Linked DNA regions of Mus musculus: all the other regions are linked to region 2. A link is a contact called in public Hi-C and promoter capture Hi-C data. All regions are on one chromosome and are shown on one strand. Each heading gives the region's core, a stretch centred on a gene start, on an enhancer-like site or on the middle of the called end of the contact. The rest is flanking DNA. Distances are from core to core; before and after follow the strand shown. Region 1 holds the start of Lyrm1 (LYR motif containing 1). Region 2 holds the start of Fam160a2 (family with sequence similarity 160, member A2). Region 3 holds the start of Knop1 (lysine rich nucleolar protein 1).

Region 1 (2,732 bases), core at 190-2,689, about 14 Mb before region 2:
TACCCTTCTTGGTGGTCTCTAAATGTGAGATCTAAAGAATTTGGGGCTCTTTCTCATCTACTACCTATTCCAGGGTCTAGGAATAAACCCCACATTTATTATCTCCAACCATGACTTGTCTTCCAGCTTGTCCGTCTCATTTCTGGACATCTTCATGGGCTGTAAAATGACTCTGGACATACGTTCCAGAGAGCATAGGAGATTCCTTCCCAAACTGTTTTCTCTAGAGAAACATCTTTGGTTTCACATTCTCCCATACATTTCGTATCCAGTTCAGCATTCAGTCTGGAATGCTCAAGCTCCCAAATACATTATGAATCAATTCTCTTAATTTCCATGTTTCCACCACTGTCATCTCTCATGGCCTTAGCAACAGCCCTTTAACTACCTTCTTTTATCCAGCAGCAATTTTTTTAAATGTAAATTAAGGTTTGGTCATTCATTACACTTCAGGGAAGTAATACAAAGGCCAAAACCTTGCTATTTCTGCAACTCCAAGACTTCTTTCTCGTCTGCCTTTTGTTTAAAATGTTACCCACAAGGCAGTTCCTTCTCCCATTCTCTTTTCCTCTTAAACCTGGAAGAGGCCTTCTCACCACACCATTCAGCTTCTGGGGCAGCTGCTATTCTCTGCATTCATTTACTTATTAATGAAAAGTTCAGAAACAAGACTTCCTTCATTTTGTCATTTGCTCATCTTAGTAATGAAACTAGCCTTCATCATCACCTGAAGTCTGATTCCTACATCCGGGATCGTTTGGGTGGCCTTTCTCAAGGCCAGCACCTCTCCAGCCTCCTACAACTGCCCCGTCGCCTTCCATTTATAATCGAAAAGTCTGAAGGGTCCCAGGCAGGATCTCTCCCACGTGCCAGTTCCCTTAGGCAGGTCTCCCGAGGCCAGCAGCGATGACACCAGTCGCCCTCGCGAGGCTGGGGTCATACAGGCGCGTCTCCTAGCAACCCCACACCGGCATCTCATCCCTGGCCCTGGGAAGCCAACCCCTTTCCCCAGTCCCCCGCGACTGGAGCCGGCGTCTCCATCCTTACACTCACTCAGCGTCACTCCTGCTTTTCCCCACCCACAGGAGCCGGCTGGGAAGAGGCGGTGCCAGGAGCTCTGCCGAGCCTTGGCCACACCGGGCTGTATCCAGCAGGTCCAGTAGGCCAGGCCGGGCCAAACCACCGGGCGGACCGCTGTGTTAGCATGAGGCCCAGGTTAGAGGTCGTCTCAAACCTCCTGAAACTTCCAGATTTAGCCGACTCCCCGCCGCACTCAACAACTGAGCTAACCTCCCTCTCCTCCAGCCTTCCCTTTCACCCTTTCGTTATCCCCTTGCCCCATTTCTAGTCAGAAAATGGCCTGGCCCAGCTCCTAGCCCACCCTCCGCCGCTCCCCGCCTTGCCCTTACTTGGAGACGGCTTCGGACGTCCTCGCGTACGTCGTGACGTCACCCTCCTCGTTCCTGTCCCCGCCCCTCTCCCATTCTCTCCCTCCTCGAGCCAGCGGCCGGCGGGGTTACCGGAAGTGATGATGCAGGAGGCAATGGAGGGGGCGGGGCTTCGGGGCGGCCGCCGCCGGTGGGCTGCAGATGAGGAGGAGGCGGCGGCCGCGGTGGCAGAAAAGGCGGCGGCGGCGGGGGTAGGGAGCCTGGAAACGCAAGCGGGGATGGTAGGTAGTTTGGACCCGCCGGGCCGCCGTCGTTTCCAGAAAGGGTTTGACTGGAGGAACCTCTGGAGCAGCTGTGAGTTTGGAGGGGGGGAGTTGAGGAAAAGGGGGGAGCGTTGAGAGATGAAGGGGCGGGGGTTCGGTTCCTTCGAGAAAGGGGGTGGTGGTGGAAAGGGAGGAGTGCATATCAGCGCCTTGTCTGGACTGGTCCCTCTGGAAGAAGAGGCTGTGAGGGGAGCCTGTGGCTTGTCAAGCGCAAGGCTCCGAAAACTTACCTACTGTCCCTGCCTGTCCATCGCCAGCACCCCTCAATCCCGGGCCTGGGGACCTGGGGCTGTAGATCCCCGGGGAGGGTCTGCAGACTCTGAGCTGAAAGTCCAGGGTAAGAGCCGTGAGGTAGGAGCCCAAGGGGGAGGTGGTGGGTGAATCTGCAGCTCCCTCCCTGATTTTTCTCCCCACCCCCATCCTTTTCTGTAATCGTTAACAGCTCTGGAATTAAGGGGCTCAGACCTGAAGGCCTTTCAGTGCACCTTTGCTATAAACGATAACCATCTGTGCCTGAGGTAATGGGGCTGGAGGGTTTGCCTATATCCTGTTTAGGAAGTGGGACGGGATGACAAATGTATTGTTTTTTCCATCCCCATCTCTTATCTCCCCTCATACACACCTCTGTTTCATACTTTAATTCTCTGTGGTTAAGTGGCAGTCGTGGACACCCTCTCCCCTTTGTGGCACTTAGTACCTCAGCTACCTCTTTTGAATTTGGTGTTCAGCCTCTATCCCAGCTCCTAACTGCAAGCTTTGTAGTACTTCAGTTATGGTCTGTGTCACATTGGGGAGTACCTCACAACGCCGCCTGGCTCCCGATTATAATGAACATTTTCTTTTATGAATACTAGAATTCCAGAGCTCTTCCAAGGCATCATAAGTGGCTTCATAGCCCAGGAATCAAGGTCTCTCGCTCTAAATACTTTATATGTGAGGAATTTACATGTTGTCAACTCTTTCCAAAAATGATTTGATGTTAGGCTAATTCTGGATTTCTGTGTTTCTCTCCACCCACACT
Region 2 (2,916 bases), core at 233-2,732:
TCAATAAAACAGAGTCACCTTTCAAGGACAGATCCCGGTGGATCACAACACCCACCCGGTATTTATGTAGATTCTGGGGAATTTGAACTCTGGCTGTCACGTTTGCTCAGCCAGTGCTTTAACCAGGATGGTATCTCTCTGGTTCCCTTTGATGGTTTTTAATTTATACAGGATGTCAATATTTAATCCTTTCCCTTCCCTTTACCCAAGTCTCAAACCCTTCCCAGTGTCCACAAACTCCCTTTTCTACATCCTTTTGATCCTATTTTGGGCTTTGCTTTTGAATGACCATTTGCAAAGGTGCCCTGTCCACCTGACTATGTATAAAATTCCAAGACTATAATATAAACTAACACGGTCAACTAGTCCCGCAGTATTATATATTCCGTTTTCATTCTCATCTGATCTTTGCTTTGCATGCTCCCAGCTCCAGGTGTTCTCCGGGTCTTGACCATTCTGCCTTGCCTTGGGATAGCTAATTCTTTAGGGTGAAATTTTTATTTCTTTCTTCTTTATGGATACTTTTAATTTGAACCAGTTTTAGAATCACAGAAAAGTCACAAAAACAACACACAAAGCTGTAAACTCCTTACCCATGCCCCCCTGTCATCCATCATATTATGTAATCACAGAATGATCACAATCAGGTAACACTGATAGAATCAACTACAGATTTTATCGGAAACTGCTAATTCTCTTAGTGTTTCTCACTCTTGTTTCAGCCAGCATTTCTCCCTGAAGCCATCTCTCAGCTCTTTCATCCTCTATGAACAGGGATCATGCTAAGTGCTGCTTCTAGACGCTTTTCCTTTCGCAGCCCTAAGACTGAGACAGGTTCTAACGGATCAGGAATCCAGGCTGTCATGTAGGAACTTATTCCACGTTCTACGAGGTCACGGAAGCTTCGGGAGAGCTAGGAAGAGGCGGTCTTCACGGGTAGGAAGGTAGAATCCAACCGGCGTGCATAAGTCTGGTGGAAACAAACTAGCTTGGTAGCAAACAGCCTGGTCTAGGAGAGCTTTCTACAGCCCTGCCCACAGACTGGCCCTTGGCCTATCCTTTAGGAAAAGCCCTGCCCACTTGACGCTATAAGCACCGCCCAGGGCCTGTGTTCCCGCCCCCTCGTCCTCGCCCTCTATCTCTCCCAGTGCCTTCCAAAGCCTACTCTTTCCTAGCCTCAGAAGCTTGTCCCTCCCTTAGAGCAGCCTTCTGCCCTCCGGTTCGAATTTCTCTCCTCTGTCCCCGCCTCTTCTCAGTCGTCCCCTATAAAACGCCAGAATCCTCAGAAGGGCGGAGTCTGCGGGTCGAGGGGGCGGGGCCTGAGAGTGTGGAGCCGCTCCTTTCTTGGAATGCGGACGGAGACCCCGCCCCTGCGCTCGGCCGTTGCCAGGAAACGGGCGTCGACGCTCTGGCTGGGGCCTGGCCGGACCAATGAGCTGGCACGCCGCTGCCCAGCCGTGCGTCACTGGGCGGTTGCGTGAGGTGCGCGGGGGCGCGGGCTGCGTGTGGCGCGGGGCGGGGCGCGGCTGGTTCGCCTGAGGAGCGATGGCGGCGGCCTGAACTCACCTAGCCCGGCCGCCGACAGGCCCGGGCAGGGCGGCGTGGTGCAAGTGAAAGAGACGCGTGGGCCGCGGCGCGCGCAGAGGCGCAAGGTGCCGAGGGGATTCGGGATGACGGCACCGGGTTTGGAATTGAAGGGACAGGGTGAAGGGTTGGCAGGTGGTGAGGGGCTGCGAACATCTGAGGTAGGGGGGCAGGGGACAGCCTAGGTGCTGTGCACCAGGAAGAAGCCCGCTGGAGGGGATCCTGGGCCCAGCTCCGAAGGGCCCAGTTGAAGGAACTCATAACCACCGTTTGCAAAGGGTGTGGGTTCGCTGAGCTTGGAAAGGTGAGGGACGTCCTGGGACAAGAGTTGAGGGGGTAAGGCCTGTGCGGGGATGGGGAGCGTTAAAGGCCAAGGCGGGAACCAGCGGGGGATGGCTGTGCCTTGGTGTAGCAGTTGAAAGCAGGGCAGAGGAGGAAAGGGGCTTGAGGGTTATGAGACTTGCATGAGAGCTGAGGTTGGTTGTGGGGCCTCCTTGGATGCCCTGTCCAGGGAGAGCAATAGTTTACGATCAAGTAAAGTACAGGCGCAAGTGTTGTGCACTTGGCCGCCCTGTGCCCATAGATATGTTAGAGAGTGAGAGAGGAGGAAAAAAAAAAAAACCCCAGAACCACAATAACAAACCCCAAACACCACACACAAAACAGCATCATAAGCAACAGTAACTGTGATAAGGAAAATGTTTGAGGTTTAGTCATCTACAGAGTAATAATGGAACCACAGTTTCCTCAGGTTCTGCTTTTGTAAGGCAGACTTTAAAATGAGGCCATCAGGAAGTTTGTTTTTGTGTTTTGAGAGGTGGAGAGAGAGAACTACCCATATTTTCTCTCTGCCTGCTTCTGGGCACCCTTACTACATTCCTCCTTCCCTGTTGCTGTCATCTGTATTGGACGAGCAGTTGCTTTCATGGAAGTCACATGGCTTGTTATATGCAGCACTGTGTTTAGGTTTGCTCTTCTTAGGAGTTTGAAAAGCAGGAACAAAAAACCCATGACTTTGTGGAAGCAAATTTTTGTACAGTAAATGCTTATACTTTAAGTGTACATGTTTTGACATATGTGCATATTTGTGAAATCAAGATGCCAAACACTTAGACCACCTGAAAAGTTTTCTCTATTTTACAGCTCATATTTCCCTCTGTATCCTATAATTAAGTTCATTTTATTTGTATTTTATAAGTCCATCTCCTTATCCACACAGACATGAATTTGGGGAAGTTAGTCTCACTAGTGATATGATCCATTCTCTGGATCTTCTCTCTGATCTGACAGTCGGCTATGTAGTTGAGGTGTCTTGAACCTCCTTTAACCATA
Region 3 (2,737 bases), core at 224-2,723, about 13 Mb before region 2:
ACTTGGTTCCCACTACAGCCCTGTGAGGTAGGAATTATCCCCCTCAAAGAGCACCTTCCCCAGTACTACTTGTGATATTACCAATTTGACGGGGCAGCAACACTGCTGTGGGCTAGTGGTCCTGGACTGAATAAAAGGAAGGAAGTGAGTTGAGCCCCAGAATCCATCTCTGTTTCTTAGTTGTGGATGCAAACGGGACCGGCTGCCAGGAGCCCCCACTGGGATGATGTACCATATCCTCAAACTGTGAGCCCAAATAAGTCTCTGAGTTGCTTTTGTCAGATATTTTTCACAGCAATAAGAAAAGTATCAAACTATACAATAAACTGTACTATGAAGATCTATTGGCTTGGAAAAGTGAATCCTCTGGGTGAAAGACAGTAAGTATATAGACACCTGAATATTGCTGCAGATAGTTCCTCGGGTAAGGACCCTAAGGGTAGAACTTACAAGAACATCAGGGTGAAACCTTTTCTCTAAAGCAAAGGTTACAGGGAAGGAGTAATGCAAGCCCTGTGGTCTGGGAGGACTGACTGACTCTTCTCTTCTTCCTCTGAACTCACCACTTCTTCCAAGTCACCATTTTTCCCTCTATACACTGACAAATTCACTGTTTCCATTCACGAAACATTTACTGACCTGGAACTATTCCATAAATATTGCTATTTAAATTTATCAAAATTAAGTAAAATAAGAAATTTGGTTCTTCTAGTCTGCCAGTCCCAAATTACACCCCAAACCCATTTAACAGCACAGATTATTGAACGTTCTATTAGTGTTGTATTGGACAGCCAATGCCACAAGAATGAAAATCTTTCAGTAGCTGGAAGGCTGAGGCAGGAGGATACTCAGCTGGAAGCCAGTCTGTAGTCCAAAAAGGCGAGAGAAAAGGGAGAAGGGATAGACAGCGGACTTATTATGAATGAATCTGTGTCTCTTGCCTTTGAGATCTGGAGGCTTTGGAATGAAGGAAAACTAACACTCTTCCTGTAACCTAGGATCTGTGACTACGTGGTTCTACCTCCTAACACCACGACATAGGTACCATTGTTATGCCCGCTGTACGACTATTACAAGACCCCATGACCAAGGTTCGTGGGCTACAAAGGAACAAGTGATCTAGCCTGCTTGTGGGGCTTCAGAAAGGCTTTGGGGCAAGTGGAGATCAAAATCTATTTGTCCACACCAAAATACTTCCTGAGTATCACCGGAGCCTGTCTACAGAGTTCATTCATTCCCTGCTTCCTCGGGCGATCTGCGGGCGGTCCGGGTCTCTACCCTGAAGCTTCACACTACGCAACTCTCTGACCGGGTTTCCTTCTGCGAGCCTGTTGCCTGAGGTCGCACCGGAATCCAAGACATACGCCAACCTCTTTCTCCGCGTGTGGGCCTAAGGCTCGGCTCCTCCGCCCGCGCGCGTCACCCGCCTGGCGCACAGAGGCTTGGAACGCGCGTCCCGGCGGGTCCCGCCCGCGTCCCGCCCGGCCCGACCAGCGGCGGGGCGCCTACCCTCGCAGATCTGATCCCATAGGCTCTTCCCCGGCGGCTCGACGACCTGCGGGGGTGACACGAGCACTTCGGGAGACCCGGGCGACACTGCGGGCACCGGCGTGCGCGTAGTGATCGGCGAATCCGCGGAGCCGCTCGCCTCCTCACGCAGCACGCTGCGGCTGGATACAAGTCTCGGCGCCGCCATGGACGCGGTTTCTACAGCAACCCAGGGCACCGGGAGGCCGCGACCCGGAAGGAGAAGGATTTCGAGGGGGCGGGCCAGAAAGTCGAAGCTGACTTCCGGATCGCGGCTGCGCGGCTGCTCACGCGGGGACGCTTGGCCTGCTAGCGAACCAGGTGAGTGCGGGTGGTTTGTGCGGGGCCCCGAGGAAGGTGCTGCACGCTGGGGGAGAGGAAAACAAAGATAAGTCACCCCCAACTCGCCTGCAGCCCTCGGTTTCTCTCCAAGCCGTCCCGCCTTGGAGTAGGCATGGGGATGATCCTGGCTAGCAAGCAGCCTGCGGTTGGTGAGGGCAGCACACGCTCCTCTGGCTCGAGTCCGTGTTTTGCACCTTGTTGACTTTGAGACCTAGTGAGTTACAGTCTCCGAGGCCTGTGAGGCTTATTGGTCACACTAACCCTATCCACTGCTGCCGCGGGAATTTAAGAGTGCCTTCACACTGGGCATAGTGGCCCACGTCTATAACCCCGGCACGCGGGATGCAGATCAGCCCTAGCGACGTAGTCAAACTTTGTCTCAAAAACAAGGCGCTTTTGAAGAAAGCTTGTGTTTGCAGGTGATGCAGTGTAGGTTCGGTTCCACTTCTCGCGAGTGAAGTACAGTTAAAGGGATGGAAAAGAGTATGTTGCTGTTGGCTGAGTGGCAAAACAAAGAAGTGGGTTAAGCTGACGCCTGGGACCTTTTTGTCCGGGTTATTTTTCGTGATCACTGGCCCTAATCCTGTAGAATCATCATGGTCTTACTTGATACTGGCCTGTCGGGACTTGTATCTTTCTCTCCTTTGTGAGTCCCCTTCCTATGTCCTCTAAAAGTCAGTATGTCTTGAGGCCCAGTTATGTTTTCTTGTTAATTATCATCCCTGAAGTCCTGTTTATGTCGTCTCTGTTGGCGAGAGTGACTTCCTTGCCTCAGCCCTACAGTACACATGCTGAGTGAGTTATATCAAGGCAGCTGTTTCATCCAGCTGCCCAGTCACCCTCCACTTCTGCCTCAAGGGTTGACTCT

The links. Promoter capture Hi-C pulls out the DNA fragments that hold promoters and counts their contacts. Hi-C and Micro-C count contacts between places; a contact is called where the count stands out from the background.
Region 1: a contact with region 2 is called in a promoter capture Hi-C map of pre-B cells. The contact joins the promoter of Lyrm1 here to the promoter of Fam160a2 in region 2. A contact is called at or near these places in 3 of 39 promoter capture datasets (cranial neural crest, pre-B cells and second pharyngeal arch cranial neural crest).
Region 3: a contact with region 2 is called in a Hi-C map of B cells, with 5 read pairs. The contact joins the promoter of Knop1 here to the promoter of Fam160a2 in region 2. A contact is called at or near these places in 1 of 39 promoter capture datasets (cranial neural crest) and 1 of 484 Hi-C or Micro-C datasets (B cells).

The regions. Positions count from the first base shown.
Region 1 is chr7:119,894,568-119,897,299 of GRCm38.p6, reverse strand. Lyrm1 (LYR motif containing 1) reads right to left here and starts at 1,439. Exons shown (of 4, transcript NM_001285959.1): 1 at 1,410-1,439. It overlaps Dcun1d3 (DCN1, defective in cullin neddylation 1, domain containing 3 (S. cerevisiae)), which reads left to right and starts at 1,555. Exons shown (of 3, transcript NM_001163703.1): 1 at 1,555-1,742.
Region 2 is chr7:105,398,620-105,401,535 of GRCm38.p6, reverse strand. Fam160a2 (family with sequence similarity 160, member A2) reads left to right here and starts at 1,482. Exons shown (of 12, transcript NM_199009.3): 1 at 1,482-1,652. It also overlaps a transcript of Cnga4 not described here.
Region 3 is chr7:118,854,734-118,857,470 of GRCm38.p6, reverse strand. It overlaps Knop1 (lysine rich nucleolar protein 1), which reads left to right and starts at 1,473. Exons shown (of 5, transcript NM_023197.3): 1 at 1,473-1,848. The coding sequence starts at 1,695. It overlaps Iqck (IQ motif containing K), which reads right to left and starts at 1,719. Exons shown (of 9, transcript NM_001374605.1): 1 at 1,510-1,719. The coding sequence starts at 1,696.